Linked DNA regions of Mus musculus: regions 1, 3, 4 and 5 are each linked to region 2. A link is a contact called in public HiChIP or PLAC-seq and promoter capture Hi-C data. All regions are on one chromosome and are shown on one strand. The core of a region is the stretch at or near the end of the contact, and the rest is flanking DNA. Distances in the headings are between cores, read along the strand shown. Region 1 has its middle 22 kb from the start of Idh1. Region 2 holds the start of Acadl (acyl-Coenzyme A dehydrogenase, long-chain). Region 3 overlaps Pikfyve (phosphoinositide kinase, FYVE type zinc finger containing). Region 4 holds the start of Idh1 (isocitrate dehydrogenase 1 (NADP+), soluble). Region 5 has its middle 6.7 kb from the start of D630023F18Rik.

Evidence for each region. Promoter capture Hi-C pulls out the DNA fragments that hold promoters and counts their contacts. HiChIP or PLAC-seq counts read pairs in DNA pulled down with a chosen protein or histone mark.
Region 1: a promoter capture Hi-C map of liver shows a contact between it and region 2, with 4 times the contacts expected there. The contact joins the enhancer-like site here to the promoter of Acadl in region 2. A contact is called at or near these places in 7 of 39 promoter capture datasets (the 3T3-L1 cell line, 3T3-L1-derived adipocytes, the HPC-7 cell line and 4 more).
Region 3: a contact with region 2 is called in an H3K4me3 HiChIP or PLAC-seq map of bone marrow-derived macrophages, with 6 times the contacts expected there. The contact joins the enhancer-like site here to the promoter of Acadl in region 2. A contact is called at or near these places in 11 of 39 promoter capture datasets (the 3T3-L1 cell line, 3T3-L1-derived adipocytes, the C10 cell line and 7 more), 5 of 115 datasets of contacts at active chromatin or transcription factors (bone marrow-derived macrophages, cardiomyocytes, large pre-B cells and 2 more) and 2 of 9 other capture datasets (adipose tissue and liver).
Region 4: a contact with region 2 is called in a promoter capture Hi-C map of pre-B cells, with 11 times the contacts expected there. The contact joins the promoter of Idh1 here to the promoter of Acadl in region 2. A contact is called at or near these places in 16 of 39 promoter capture datasets (the 3T3-L1 cell line, 3T3-L1-derived adipocytes, the C10 cell line and 11 more), 4 of 484 Hi-C or Micro-C datasets (B cells, CD4 T cells, pre-B cells and 1 more), 9 of 115 datasets of contacts at active chromatin or transcription factors (CD8 T cells, astrocytes, bone marrow-derived dendritic cells and 6 more) and 1 of 9 other capture datasets (adipose tissue).
Region 5: a promoter capture Hi-C map of hippocampal neurons shows a contact between it and region 2, with 2.4 times the contacts expected there. The contact joins the enhancer-like site here to the promoter of Acadl in region 2. A contact is called at or near these places in 4 of 39 promoter capture datasets (cranial neural crest, hippocampal neurons and liver).

The regions. Positions count from the first base shown.
Region 1 is chr1:65,155,303-65,158,002 of GRCm38.p6, reverse strand. No RefSeq gene overlaps it. Among named protein-coding and RNA genes, the nearest start is that of Idh1, 22 kb to the left of the region's middle. Within about 2 kb of position 1,427, at least 13 of the 459 cell types and tissues checked have an H3K27ac peak or open chromatin away from gene starts, as enhancers often do. A contact at or near this core is called in liver, where this site is marked.
Region 2 is chr1:66,861,887-66,864,586 of GRCm38.p6, reverse strand. Acadl (acyl-Coenzyme A dehydrogenase, long-chain) reads left to right here and starts at 1,278. Exons shown (of 11, transcript NM_007381.4): 1 at 1,278-1,414. The coding sequence starts at 1,338.
Region 3 is chr1:65,244,522-65,247,221 of GRCm38.p6, reverse strand. It overlaps Pikfyve (phosphoinositide kinase, FYVE type zinc finger containing), which reads right to left. Exons shown (of 42, transcript NM_001310624.1): 18 at 2,686-2,700; 19 at 1,386-1,512; 20 at 4-1,160. Among named protein-coding and RNA genes, the nearest start is that of Pikfyve, 59 kb to the right of the region's middle. Within about 2 kb of position 1,336, at least 19 of the 459 cell types and tissues checked have an H3K27ac peak or open chromatin away from gene starts, as enhancers often do. A contact at or near this core is called in bone marrow-derived macrophages, where this site is marked.
Region 4 is chr1:65,177,729-65,180,428 of GRCm38.p6, reverse strand. Idh1 (isocitrate dehydrogenase 1 (NADP+), soluble) reads left to right here and starts at 1,287. Exons shown (of 9, transcript NM_010497.3): 1 at 1,287-1,439.
Region 5 is chr1:65,128,556-65,131,255 of GRCm38.p6, reverse strand. No RefSeq gene overlaps it. Among named protein-coding and RNA genes, the nearest start is that of D630023F18Rik, 6.7 kb to the right of the region's middle. Within about 2 kb of position 1,260, at least 18 of the 459 cell types and tissues checked have an H3K27ac peak or open chromatin away from gene starts, as enhancers often do. A contact at or near this core is called in hippocampal neurons, where this site is marked.

The DNA.
Region 1 (2,700 bases), core at 178-2,677, 1.7 Mb after region 2:
TGCTCTGGAAGCACAGAGTAGTGCTGCAAGATCCTGCTTCCAGTGTAAGGAAAAAGGACAGACCTAAGGGCCTAATAAACTATCAGCAGACACTGCATAAACTAAAGAATGTAGGCATTGCCCTGTAAGTTAATAAGGAGACAGTGAAGATTTCTAAGAAGGGAAAGACATGATATGTTTTCAGTCTTAAAAACAGCACTCTTGGGGCTGGAGAGATGGCTCAGTGGTTAAGAGCACTAACTGCTCTTCCAAAGGTCCTGAGTTCAAATCCCAGCAACCACATGGTGGCTCACAACCATCTGTAACAAGATCTGACACCCTCTTCTGGAGTGTCTGAAGACAGTTACAGTGTACTTACATATAATAAATAAATAAATCTTAAAAAAAAAAACAGCACTCTTATAAATGATGTTTGGTGAAGGGGGGAAAGGATAGCAGACACTGGTGAGGGAGGAAGACTGCTTAGGAGGCAACTGTTAACACATTAATTGAAAAACGTTGAAGATCCAACTGGCAGGTGCACTCAAGAAAATGGGATAGAATTCTGAGATCCTAGAAGGGGTGGATGGGGCTGGAGACACAGTTCAGTTAGTAAAGTGTTTGCAAGAAGACATGAAGTCAATCCCCAAATACACAGAAAGAAAGAAGAAAGAAAGAAAGAAAAAGAAAGAAAGAAAGAAAGAAAGAAAGAAAGAAAGAAAGAAAGAAAGAAAGAGAGAGGAAGAAAGAGAGAGGAAGAAAGAGAAGAAAGAAAGAGAAAAAAAGAAAGGAAGAAAAGGAAGGAAGGAAGGAAGGAAGGAAGGAAGGAAGGGGAAAGGAAAGGAAAAAGAAAGAAAGAGGGGGAGGGAGGAGAGAGAGATGGATGCTGCATAAGGAATACCAATCATCCAAGGCTGACCTCTGGCTTACCCATGCACACGTGTATATGCCCATACATGTATGCATAAACACAAGTTGAGTAGGTTTCTCTATAAGCAAGAGATGTGGGTGGTGAGGGAGCAGTAGGAAGCCTTCCTGGCTTCTTTCTCAAAACTAAGAGAAGGCTCTTCTCATCCCAGCACCTTCAGTGGAGGAGGCTCTGCGAATTTGGACTCTCCTACCTCAAAAGTCCATTAGAACCAGTGACACGGTTCACCCAATAAAAGCACCTGCCACCAAGCTTGACAACTTCAGATTGCCTTCTGGTACCTAAATGTTGGAAGGAGAGATGCTGACAGTTGTCCCCTGACTCTAACACATGCATGACCCTCCACCACTAACCCTCCAAATAAAAGGGGGGAATTTAAAAATGTAGAACAAAAAAGTCAATGCGTGGAGTGGCTGTCTCTCATTTTCTGGCCTGCCCTCCTGGCAAGCTTGAGCTCAGGCTGTAGACACTGCCTATACGTGAGGCCTTCCAGAATCCAAGCAGGCAGTGATGCAGTATGCACATCTGAACTAGTTTCTCCGTGCTACCCACATGGTAACTCCAATCTAAACCTACAGTCACGGACCAGCTCTCTTGCCAAGAAAACCTCACAAAGCAGAGGAGGCCCATGCGGCATGGGCACTTCATCCCAGACAGCACAAGTTACAGACAACCATCTGACCGATTCTCAAGTGGGAGAAGGTTCTAGTGTCCATCAGTTTCCCCAGATGACCCTAGGGCAATGGGGGGAAAAGCATATTGTTTCTAGCTGAAACTATTAGGAGAGCCAGGCACACTTGGGAGGCAGAGGCGGGCTGATCTGTAAGTTCAAGGCCAGCCGATTCTGCAAAGTGAGCTACAGGATAGCCAGAGTTACAGAGAAACCCTGTCTCGAAAACAAAAGAAAAACAAAACAAAACAAAACAAAAGCCTATTAGGAAAACAGGACAAAAGCAATACATATTTTAATCTTCTATATAAAAATGTAAGGCATTTTTACCAAAGATCATAAAACTCCTAACTTGCACTTGAAGCTGACCTCAAACTCACTACCCTGGCTCATTTTCTCAGAGATCACAGGCAGGGATCATCATATCCGCTCTCGAATGTTTTCTAATTAAGGTGGTTCTTTCTAAGGTCAAGGCCAGCGTGGTCTCAGACTGGTGAGATCCAGGACAGCCAGAGCTACACCTGTCTTGAAAAAAAACAAACTAAAAAGTTCTAGACTTAAATTTTACATTCAAAAAATAAGTGTCATCTTGGGTGACGGTATGTGTCCATGGTCTCAGCTACTTGGAAATCTGAAGATTAGAGGATGACTTGAGAGCCAAAGTTTAAGATCAGCCTCAGCAACATAACAAGACTGACTCTTAACATAAGAGTTGTCAACAAGTTTATATTCACCTTGCCTTATCTATGCTTACTAACTTCTGTTTGGACTTTTGACTGTTAATACTTTGATAATTATTACAACAGCCATTTCACCCTTTATTGGCAAGGTCATAATTTATGAAGCTTTGTGTTTAGGGAAGGACTTGGGGAGTAGAGTATTTACCTACTGCCACTGACCCTCCTCCGTTTAATGATGAGCTCTGCATAAAGTCAGACATAGTGGTATAGGCCTGGAGCTGAAGGCAGAGCATCAGAAGTTTAAGGTTATCCTCCAATACAGAGCAAGGTCAAGGCTAGGTACTATGTGAGAATCTGTTACAAACAAACAAACAAAAGGATGAATCCCATTTCTACTATCTTTTGTTTCATAGACTCTTCATGGTAGGTGGTAGCTATCACTA
Region 2 (2,700 bases), core at 29-2,528:
GCTTGTTTCTTATATGTATGTGTAAGGCCTGAGTCCGATCCCCAGGAATAAGTGTACACACACACACACACACACACACACACACACACACACACACACTACTTGTTTGTTTTTATTTTATAAAAGGAAACAATAACTTCATGATAAACCAGATGAACAGGATCTTAAACAAACGTGCCTCCAGTTAGCCTTAGCAAGAATGCAACAGAGCAAGGACACACACCATTTGCATTAATTCTGCCACTAGGAAACCCGGGGAAAAAAAAAAAAAGACAAAACAAACAGCCCCACCCCCAACCAGATCAAGTTACTCCTAGAAAATAAACGACTCTTCTGAGCATTTGTAAACATAGCCCTAGGGAAGCAGAAAGACAGGTAGATCACTACCAAACCGGCTAGCCAAATCTATAAACTCCAGGTTCAGTGAGAAACCTGGAGGGCAATTGATGAAGACATCTGATAGGAACTTCTGGACTCCACATGAGTGCACGACAGACAGACGACACACATGAATGAAATGTAATCTAAAATTATTTTTTTAAATAAAAAAAGACTATGTTTTCCAGATTGTTGGTGCCGTGAAACCCTAAAGCTTTTCTTTGAAACATTTCTGTATGTCCTACTCAGTGGGCTGTCAGTAGTTGATTGCTAACACAAAATGTCTTTCACTTTCACTATTTCAGATTCCGTAACTGTTGTTATTAGAAAGGCCCCCTTGCCTCCTTAGAAATCGATGTAATGTACACATTCTTTAGAGTTCAAAACCTGTCAGGCATTTCCCATTACAAATCATCAAATCCATAAACCCAAATAATACATGTCCTTGAATTGAACCAAAACAACAACAAAAAAAGGAAACAACCATATGCGAGTTCAAGTACTATTGGAGAATTGAACCAATTGTTATTCCGTTATCAAATATACTTACTTATTTATTTTCAAAGAGTAGCTACAAACGTTTGCAAGGAAAAAAACAAAACCAAAACAAACAAAAAACCCAAACCAAATCAGCACAATCCTTTACAGTGAGTACTCATACATTTATCGACATTCAGAGAGCTTTCCGAAGTTAGAAAATTAACTCCATGCACCTTTCAGTGCGGGGGTGGGACGACTCTCCAGGGAACCCTCGCTCAGCCCTGCAGCCGGGAGGGGAGGGCGCACGGGGCGTCGCGCAGAGCCTGGCGCAGACCCCGCCCGAGCTGGCGGCACCGCCCTGCGGCCCGCAGTTGGCTGTCCCCGAGGCCCGCCCCACCGTCCCGCCGTCCGGCCGCCCCTCTGTCCGCCTGCCCCCGCCGCGGAGCCCGCCAGTCCCGTCCGCCGCCGTCCATCCCGCCATGGCTGCGCGCCTGCTCCTCCGCTCCCTGCGCGTCCTGAGCGCCCGCTCGGCGCCACGCCCGCTGCCCTCCGCCCGGTGAGTGCGGGTACAGCCTGGGGTACCGGCAGCCGGGGCGGCGGAGCTCTGGGGATGGGGTGTGACGCGCTACGGTCAAGCCGGGGCGACGCGGCCGGAGGAAGGGACCGGGCCTTCTCTCCGGAACCCGGGGCTGCCCGCTGTGGCGTGGAGAACTCGGGGTGTCCCCACCACGGTCCGCCGCGCCCCAAAAGGCAAGGCAACCCCTAATGCTCGCTCCAGGCCTGGGCCCCGCCCCACGTCCTACAGTGTCCCGTGAACTGACTTTGAAAGTGTTGTCCCAGCTTTAGCGGGAGCGATCACCCCCTGGGCGCTCTGCCACCGAGTAGTGCGACCTTTAGCCCAGTTGGAACGGAGACTGGGGACTGCCACCTGACAGTGAACTTGGGACTTGGTGTGCGGAGGCGGGGACCGGAAGACCAGAGCAACTTCAATCATCCCGACTCAGGCGTCCAGGCGTAGGCCCCATCTGATAAATTAGTTGTACACTTATTACTAAATCCTTAAACTAATTAAATGTAGAGGGATTAATGGGCAGCTCCCAAGAGCTTTAGAGACTTTTGGGGGTGTTTATACTGAGATCAAGTTTTACCTGTCTAAAAATCCATTCCTTGGATAAAGCAGACTGGAAGTGTAAAGCTTTGTTAATTATGGTGGCAGGACATTTAAATGAGCTAATTAGCACATTGTTGCGAAGTACAATACAGTGCTGTGGTAAAGCTTATCCATCCGGAGGAGACTTGGGAAAGTTCCGAGGACTTTAAGATAGGAATGCTTTTCTATTCTCCGGAGGAAGTGATGTTCTGACGCTCTTAAAATTAGAGCACCCTGAAGATGAACAGAGACACCTGCATCGGTGGCAAAGGACAGGCCAGCTGACTCATTGCTGGATGCTGCGAAAGGGTGTGTTCCTATTGTTCTAGCTTTTCTTATTTCTTTTTATGTTAATAATATTTCTGTATTTTTTTAATTAGAGAACCCCCCAAATGATCTTATTTTGATTCAAGTGTGGGAAGAAGCTCTGCCTTACAGAGGATTATTGGAGAATGGTCAGTGAGCCAGGAGCTATAGTTTTATCGTCACGGGTTTCTTAAAGGGTTATGAGTATAATGGCCAACGATCCAGTTGAAAGGCAGTCTGAGTCAGCATTTATGGAGCGAGGCCTAGGCTGAGCCCAAGAACGTTTACATCCAGCTGCCAGGGCCTGAGTGTGCCAATGGGTCATTTCATTTAGTCTGACTTTTTTTTATGTAAATGAGGCTTTAAAGCGGTGGCCCAGGCCTGTA
Region 3 (2,700 bases), core at 87-2,586, 1.6 Mb after region 2:
TACCTTTGTTGGCCATATTACATCACTTGGAATCAATCCCCTCTCTTCATCACTCTCAGTTTTGTTTCCTGATTTGCCACCTGAAGTACATGATGCATCTTTTGAATGGACAAAGGGGTCCAAATGTTTTGACTGAATTCTTCCTCCTCTAGCTCGATAATCAGCTAGCATTCTACCCAAGGTCTGGCTGTCACCCAGATGTTCAGCAATCCTGGTGCTCACTAGCTCATGTGAGGGTAAGACTTGAATAGACTTGGCCTGAACACTGCCATTCATGCCCTGAAGTCCAGAGAGATCCCTGAGCAGCTGTTTCTTCCTCCTGCTCTCCATTTCCTTCACCTCTTTGTTGAGAAGAGGAGACCAGTAAATCTGCTCTGGAAAATAATCTCGAGTTGAGCATCTCATCCCCTTTTCAGTTAAAAGGAAAGGTTCACGGAATGTAATAACTGGAGAGATACAGAGGATTACATCTTTTAACTCCTGTTTAAATGTCAAGGCATAAGTCTTTCGTTGATCTTCAGAGGAGGTGACTTCCTCAGTAACGTACATTCCAGTGTCATCCTGTAAAGGGTCTCTAAAAGCTTTCATCTGGCTTTTGGGATCCTGTTGCTCATCCGTTTGCTGTGAAGTCTCTGGCTGTTCATTTCCTACGGCATCCTGTTGATCCATATGGAGAGGCAACAATGACTCTGGTACCAATGCAAAAAGAGCACAGGGAATACCTGCTGGGCAAGTGGGGGTGGTATAATCTTGATGCTTCAAAGAGGCAACAGCTTGTGGAATACTTTTATTGTCTAGTTCACCCTTCTCTAGCACAGTCCTTGATTCCAACAAAGTGCTATCCTCAGAAGACAGGGCCTCACGAGGGCACTCAGGATCCTGAGGAAGGGAGCTGCCACTGACCTGCTCCTGAGAGGCTCCCTCTTCACCTCGTCCCTCCGTCAGAAGATGGAATGAAGGGCTTTGCATTAATGTTGGAGGCATAGCGAACTCATCCATGAGAAAAGAGATTTCTAGCTGAGAATGATAAGCTACACAGATCATAAATATTAGGATCTCCTTAACTCGAGCCAGCTCATAATCAGAGCCTCCTCTGAGCTTGATTGTGCAGCCTAGATGCTGTGGACAGCCTTCAAAAAACATCAGTGTTTTGGTTTGTTCTACAAATAAATAAATAAAAATGAAGAGACTTAGATGACCAAACAATTTACTACCCACAAAAAAGAAAAACCATATGTGAATAAAGCCACCTGAAACATCTCCCACTTAACCAGTGCTAACAGATATTAACACTTGCTGAATAAACAATGATACAGTTAACTCAGAGATGACTCACTTCTCCTTGAGGTCCCTAACTGAGTGATTATATGCTTAAGATGACTCACCATTAGGCAGCTGAAATATCTGCATATAAAATTTGTGGCAAGTGCCCAAGTGGGGTTTGGTGAGCAGCTGGTCCATGGACACCACTAAATCACCTTGGGTCATTCGACTGATTCTTTCTAAAACTTGCTACAAAACAGAAAAACACTGTATTACAAAATTAAATTAGCTATGAATAAAAATCTCAATAACATGGAAAAGTACATTAAGTATTAAACAAAATAATGTTCACAATCAACTTCTTTAATTTTAATAAATCAATCGCTTGACAACTTGTTTATTCTACACTTGGCCAAATTTACTTGCTAAATAATCAATGTGTAGCCCCAAAAAGAAACCATGGTCATGGTACTCTTATCAAAACATGGGTGTGGCATGGTGGTTCACTTGTATAACTCCAGCACTTAGGAAGCAGAGGCAGGAGGATTAGTGCAAGTTTGAGGTCAGCCTGGTTTAATAACTGAGTTCCAGACCTGCCAGAAATACAATGTGAAACTACATTATTTTTACTCTTACTTTATTTTGTTATTGTCTTTTGTTAAAAGAGCATTTGGATAGCATGTCTTAGCTATGACATGATGTTACGATGGGAAAACAAATAAAAATCAGTTTCCTTAAAAGTGACCTCTGTTTTACAGAATGAAGCACAAATGCTGATGGGTCATGTCCATTCCACCTTTGGTCTCAAAAACACCCAAAAGAATAGCTACCTGCTCCTAGAAATATGCCACTAGCCTTGGATGACAGCCCCCACTGAATACATCCTTTTAGAATTATTACACTTTGATGATTTATAATGATGTTACCTGTTCTGTTTGTGATTCACTGAATACATAGTTTCAGAGTTGTAATGCTTGGATGATTTTTGTGCTTTTCTGTGCCAAATGATTTTTGTTGGTTATTTATGACTGTTTCACTGGATATAGTTTCTAAGAGATGTAATGTTTGGTTTTTTAATGTATAAAATCCCCTGCTTGAGAGCTGCAAAATACACTGAGATTCAAACTGCCTCTGTGTTTGTTTCTGTTTGTCACCACCAAATCCTTACCCACCTAGCTTCGAGGATCCCTCATTCCAGGGACCCACATACCCGACTGGGGTGGCCTATGGCAGTTAAGTTACACTGTCTTCTGTCTTCCAGTGTGAGTCCACAGTTGTAATAATGTAGCTACTACACCTGGGTCCCACTTCCACATAAGTGCTACATCAAATAAAAATATTGCTGCATACCTACCATACATGCATATTAATTTAAAAGCCATGATTTTATAAATGAGTAAAAAAAGACAAATAAACACTCACTGACTTTACATTAAT
Region 4 (2,700 bases), core at 38-2,537, 1.7 Mb after region 2:
TTTAGAACTTGGTTGAAGATGCTTATATTTAAATTCACCATGGCTCTGTATTCCTATGCATTCTTCTTACTTTTGCCATCACCTATAGTCAATACTTCTTATTGTGTTTTATTCTTCGTTTCTTGAATTTATTCTAAAATGCTTTCTGGAACAAGAATGGCTATGAATACTTACTTTTAGTAATATAAACAATATGTGCCTGATGGTAGTAAGTAACGTTTTTTAAAGTGATTTAAAGTGAGATTAGAGGTGAAAGTATAAACTCACACACTCTCTAATCATTTTATAGGAATAAACGGAGGTCACAGCTAATACCCAGTTAATCAACATTAACAGCTGACACCACGTATGAGTCCTTTTCCACATAGCGCCCTCTAGCGTCCAAAATGAATCTTACTAACTGCCGTGAATTCATAACTTTTCAACACAATGCTGGTTGTTTTAAAAGTCCATGAAGCGTTGAATCTTGACCAATCAAGGATGACCTATTGTCCTACAAGTCATAATGTTCTCCTTTTCAAGACTAAGGAATACAGACAGAAAAATCTCTGGAAAGATTGGAATACGTTTAACCCATTCTTAGAATTCTAAGATTTATATCGTGTATCTCTAGTGCAGCTTCATCGCAACCCAGAAAATAAACCTCACTGTCTTCCATGACAAATGGTGAGTGAAGCTTATTTATAAACAGCAACAGTTGGGAATACGGATCATTGGTAGTGGAGGGAATTATTGGGGTGGAATGGTGAAGCTCTGTAAAAGCCTCAGCATGAGAATATGAATGGTTTTACTCATATATGTATTTGTGTGTAGGGTATTGTTTGTTCTTGATTTTGAAATGGAAAATGCGCTCTGTTTTAGCTTTTGCATTAAGGTAGAATCTGTAGTCCTCACACGCCTTTAAGAAACCTCAAATGCACATTCTTCAAAGGGCACAGTCCAGCTCTAAGAGGCATCCGGAGACTCCAGGAAGGGATCCAGTCTAGGGAGGGCTCCCTCTTTTGTACCTTTTGCAGAGAACCTGGATACTCAACGCTGGGATTCCTAGATTGTTGCGGAGCCCAGAACACTCGGTCTCGGCGCTTCCGATAGCCTGTCAGTAGGTGGCGTCCTCGCTCCTCAACTGCAGGGTGTTCCCGAGGAATCTCCGCGGCGTGGCAGTCCCATCCCCCACCGGGAACAGCGGACCGCTGCATCCCAGACTTAATCTCAATCTATGCCTCGGCCCACCCCACAAAGTCGGAGGCGGCGAATGGCGTCGTGGAGGGGGCGGGGCTTCGGGAGGTGGGCTGAGGGGGTGGGGCCTGGGAGGAGACAAAGCCGGGAAGAGTTAAACAGCCTTGACCCTGCCGCTGGGCTTCCGAGCGAAGGTTGTGGCAGATGCTGATCTAACTGGGGCCGGCTTATTACAGCTTGTGTGTACGCGCGGGTGTGAGCCGGTGAGTAGCTGGGGCGCCTCCGGCTGCAAGCGGGCGCTCCTTCCCCTCCCTACAGGTGCCCCAAGGCTTAGAGCGGCAGCCGCCGCCCCTTACTATTAAACTATTCCGTTGAAAGCTGGAGTGAGAAAAAAGGAAGAAACCCCAGGTCTTGGCTGTGCAGAGATGAACTCAGTGGCAAGGCCCTGGTGCACTCAGGGACGCTTCCAGAGTTTGGGCGTAGAGAAGGGAAATGGGAGTAGCAGAGTGCTGCTTGCCTATCTGTATAGAAGGGCGCTTCCGAGGTTGGGATCGCTTTGGGAGGCGAGGACGTTGCAAGCAGTGACAAGTGGCAAGGCACCCGCGGAGGAGAATTTAGCTTTGAGGTGGACGCACAGAACTCTTGAGTGTTGGGTGTAAAAGGACTAGGCAGGAAAGCTGGTTGCAGAAAGGGTGTAAGCCAGGAATTTAGGCGTGTACTCCCTTCAAGGTTCAGGGGTGGGACCTGCCTTGTGGTCGGAGAAGAGCTAATGAGAGTGCAAGAGAGGGAGGGGATGAAGGTAGGCGGAGCCTCCAGCTTCAGTCTGTAGTGTTTGCTTAGCCACTTGGGGGCGCCCTGGGGTCTCGATTCCAGATGCAGCCATCTCAGTGGACCTCGTATTTAAAAGGTCCTGGCAGTGCTGAGAGGAGGGGCTGGTGTGGGGATCTGGAAGGAGGAACCGAGTCAGCTTCATTAGCAGAGCTTGCACAACGCCCACATGGATATCTCCTGTCTCAGTGTCACCCGAGGTCGAGCAAACCCGAGACCTGCAAAAAGCCAAAGAGCCGGGCGCTCACTCTAGGACTCACCGTCCTGTGGTGTGAGCGTGTGTGCGCACCAATATTTGTACTCCTGTGACCTTTATTTGGAAGGCTCCTGCCCTTTGCCCCTCTGGATACACTCAAGCACTGTACTTTAAACCAGATAAACTGGGCTGTAAGGCTGATATTAAATACAAATCCTCCTGGCAGGGGTATTTGTATGTTAAGACTTTCTGTTCCGGATCTTGCTTTGTTTTAGGAGATAAATTGAAAGGACACTTGTTTAAGTCATCAAAATTGAGAGGCCTTGTTATAATTGCAAGTCCGTTCACCATCAAGATAAGAATTAGCAATTTTGCCCTCTAATCTGATATCTTTAATGTGACCACATTGTATAGTTAGTTGGGCGTTAGTGCAAGTGTAGGCACTGGGAAAAGAGAGAAGCAGGAATTTTTCGACAATATACTGCAACTACTTCCTTAGA
Region 5 (2,700 bases), core at 11-2,510, 1.7 Mb after region 2:
ATGAAAACACCTAAGCTTACCTGTTTCTTTGGGTCTTCGTTTCATTATGAAGCCTCTTGTGTCATATGAAACCTATTAGCTAAATTAGTGTCTTTCTCTTATTGCTATGTCTCAATTTAGGAAGTCCTCAGCCATGAACCTTGCTATTCATGAGGAAAGATATTTTTCCTCACTAACATAATCAGGGGGAGGTGATGATGAATATAAGTGGTTTTAGGCTGTGGCTATAATGCTCATGGGCAGAGTGCTTACCTAGAATGGACAGGCCCTGGATTCCATTCTCAGTAACATAAACACAAAGATAGGAGTGTTGGTAACATGTCCTCAGCCCAGGGGCAGAATATCCAACTTAGCGTGTGTCTGGTGGCTTAGAGAAGTCATATGCAGACCATGGTCAGACATAGAGATGTTATCATAAAAGCAAAGAGATGTCCTCAACAAGCTAAGCAAGGGAATGGAACATGGGTTGTGGATGAGAGTGTGCAGGCAGGAAACAGGCCATCAGAGAGAGGTGCTAATGTGTCCTAGTTTGATTTTCTGTTGCTGGAATAAAGCACTGACCACTGACCTGGGGAAGAAAGGGTTCATTACATCTTACAGAGCAGAGTCCATTAATGGAGAGAGGCCATGGAAGAAGCTCAAGGCTAGAACTTGGATGCAAGAAGTGAAGTAGAAACCATGGAGGGATGCTGCTTATTGCTTCCTCCTCGTGGCTTGCTCAGCTTGCTTTCTTATACAACCCAGGGCCACTTGACCAGGGGTGGCAGTGCTCACAGTGGTTCTCTACTCGTGAGCATTATAGCCACAGCGTATGTCAATCATTAATCAAGAAAATGCTCTTACACACTTGCATGCAGGCCATCTGGTGAAAGCAGCCAATCAACTAAGGCTCCTTCATCCAAGATGACTCTAGTCAGTGCCTAGTTGTTCAATAACTAAGCAGCACATGGTGCTTTGACCACCAGAGGTGGTTTCCAAGGTTTTTCATGCCACTGAGTCAAGTCACCCCAAAAGATTGCTTGAGGTACCCTAAGTATGAAGGAGCCAGAAGTTTCAGGGGCTTTTCCCAGCAATCCTTGCAGATTATCTGCTTCCTCCATCTGTAGCCAAATGCTAGTTTGGAAAAAAAAAAAAGAAAAAGAAAGGAAAGAAGAGAGAAAAAGAAAACCTGGGGAAGTGGCCTCCTCTTCTCATCTTGGTTTCCTGTTTAATCATTTAGCTGGCACACCTATGCCTACTCAAGTGAAAAGATATGTGAACCAAAGGTCAGGGTCGCAGTCTGTCTCAAGTATACATGCCCCTCCCCTTTGTATGTACGTGGAAGGAGATGTGAAGATGTTTATAAAGCTATTTTCATCCAGCCACTGTTTCCTAGCAACCAGGCAAAAGCATCTGTGTTCAGGATGACTTTAGGCACCAGCTCAAGCCTTCCTGTGTGCAAACCTGCCTGCAGGTTCTGGGGAGAACAGAAGTACTGGAGTCAGTCTCCAGCGGGTGAGATGCTGGAGTGGGGATTTGTTAAGGACCTGTACCTGATATTACATAGCAGAGATCTATATCACCATGAAAAGATTGTGGAGAGGAGATCTGCTTGGAATATGCAGATATTCCATAGTTCTCAGGATTCCTTAAACTATGGGGGCTGTGACTTTTGGGGGTTGGGTGTCTATGAAAAAGCTAGAGGTTGAGGTAGCTGACCATTTTCCAGTGCCTCTTTTGAGTGTGCTTCCAGCTAGGGGTCTTGATTCCTTTATAGCTCTATAGACAGAAGAATGACTGGATGTCTAGGCTGTGGTGGCGCATGCCTTTAGTTCCAGCACTCCGGAGGCAGAGGCAGGAGCATCTCTGTGAGTTCAAAGCCAGTCTGAGTGTGAGGTCTGCAGAGCTAGTTCCAGGACAGTCAAGGGTACAAAGAGAAACTCTGTCAGGCAAAAATCAACTCTAACTGAATTTCTATGGGAATGACTGTCTCTCAACCAGGCAAAGCTGACAAATGAATGTAAATAGTTCTTTAGTTAGCCATACTTCACCAGGCATTCAATGCTTGTTTTACAGAAGAAGAAATGCATCCCTCCCAAAAAAACCCCAAAAGTAAATTTGCATAAGGTGAAACAGCTAATTGGTGGCCTTTCAAGGTCTCCAGACCTCCAGCCTAGTGATCTAGAGGTTATAGGCATTCATATTTTTAATTTCTAAAATATTACAAATGTGGTATATCTTTAGAAATTATACCACATTGTGGGTAGGGATGCTGAGAGAAAGCTGGCACATGCTTATAATTTATAAGTTTGAAATTCAGAGGGTCTGTACAGTCTGCTTGGGACTGTAAGACAAGAATTAAAGTAAATACCAGGATTCTTTGCTTTTTAGGCTTCAAAGCTAATGCTGCTGATTTCTGCCAAGGTATCAAGCCCACCTCCTGCCAAGGCCACTTCCTGCCAAGAAATCAAGCCCACTTTCTAGTCAGAAACTGGAATAGAAAAGAAAATCTTATGAACATGTGCTTTTACAAATGATTGAATTAAAAGAATTTTAACATATTCCAGCCACCATAGAGTAATAGAATGTCAGGTTGAAGTTAAGTATACATACATGCATGCATACATGCATACATACATATGGGTGTGTATTTTTGGGGGATACCAGAGACTGAGAGCCAAGCAGCTTGACCATGGTCCCACCAATCGGTTGAAGAGGAGA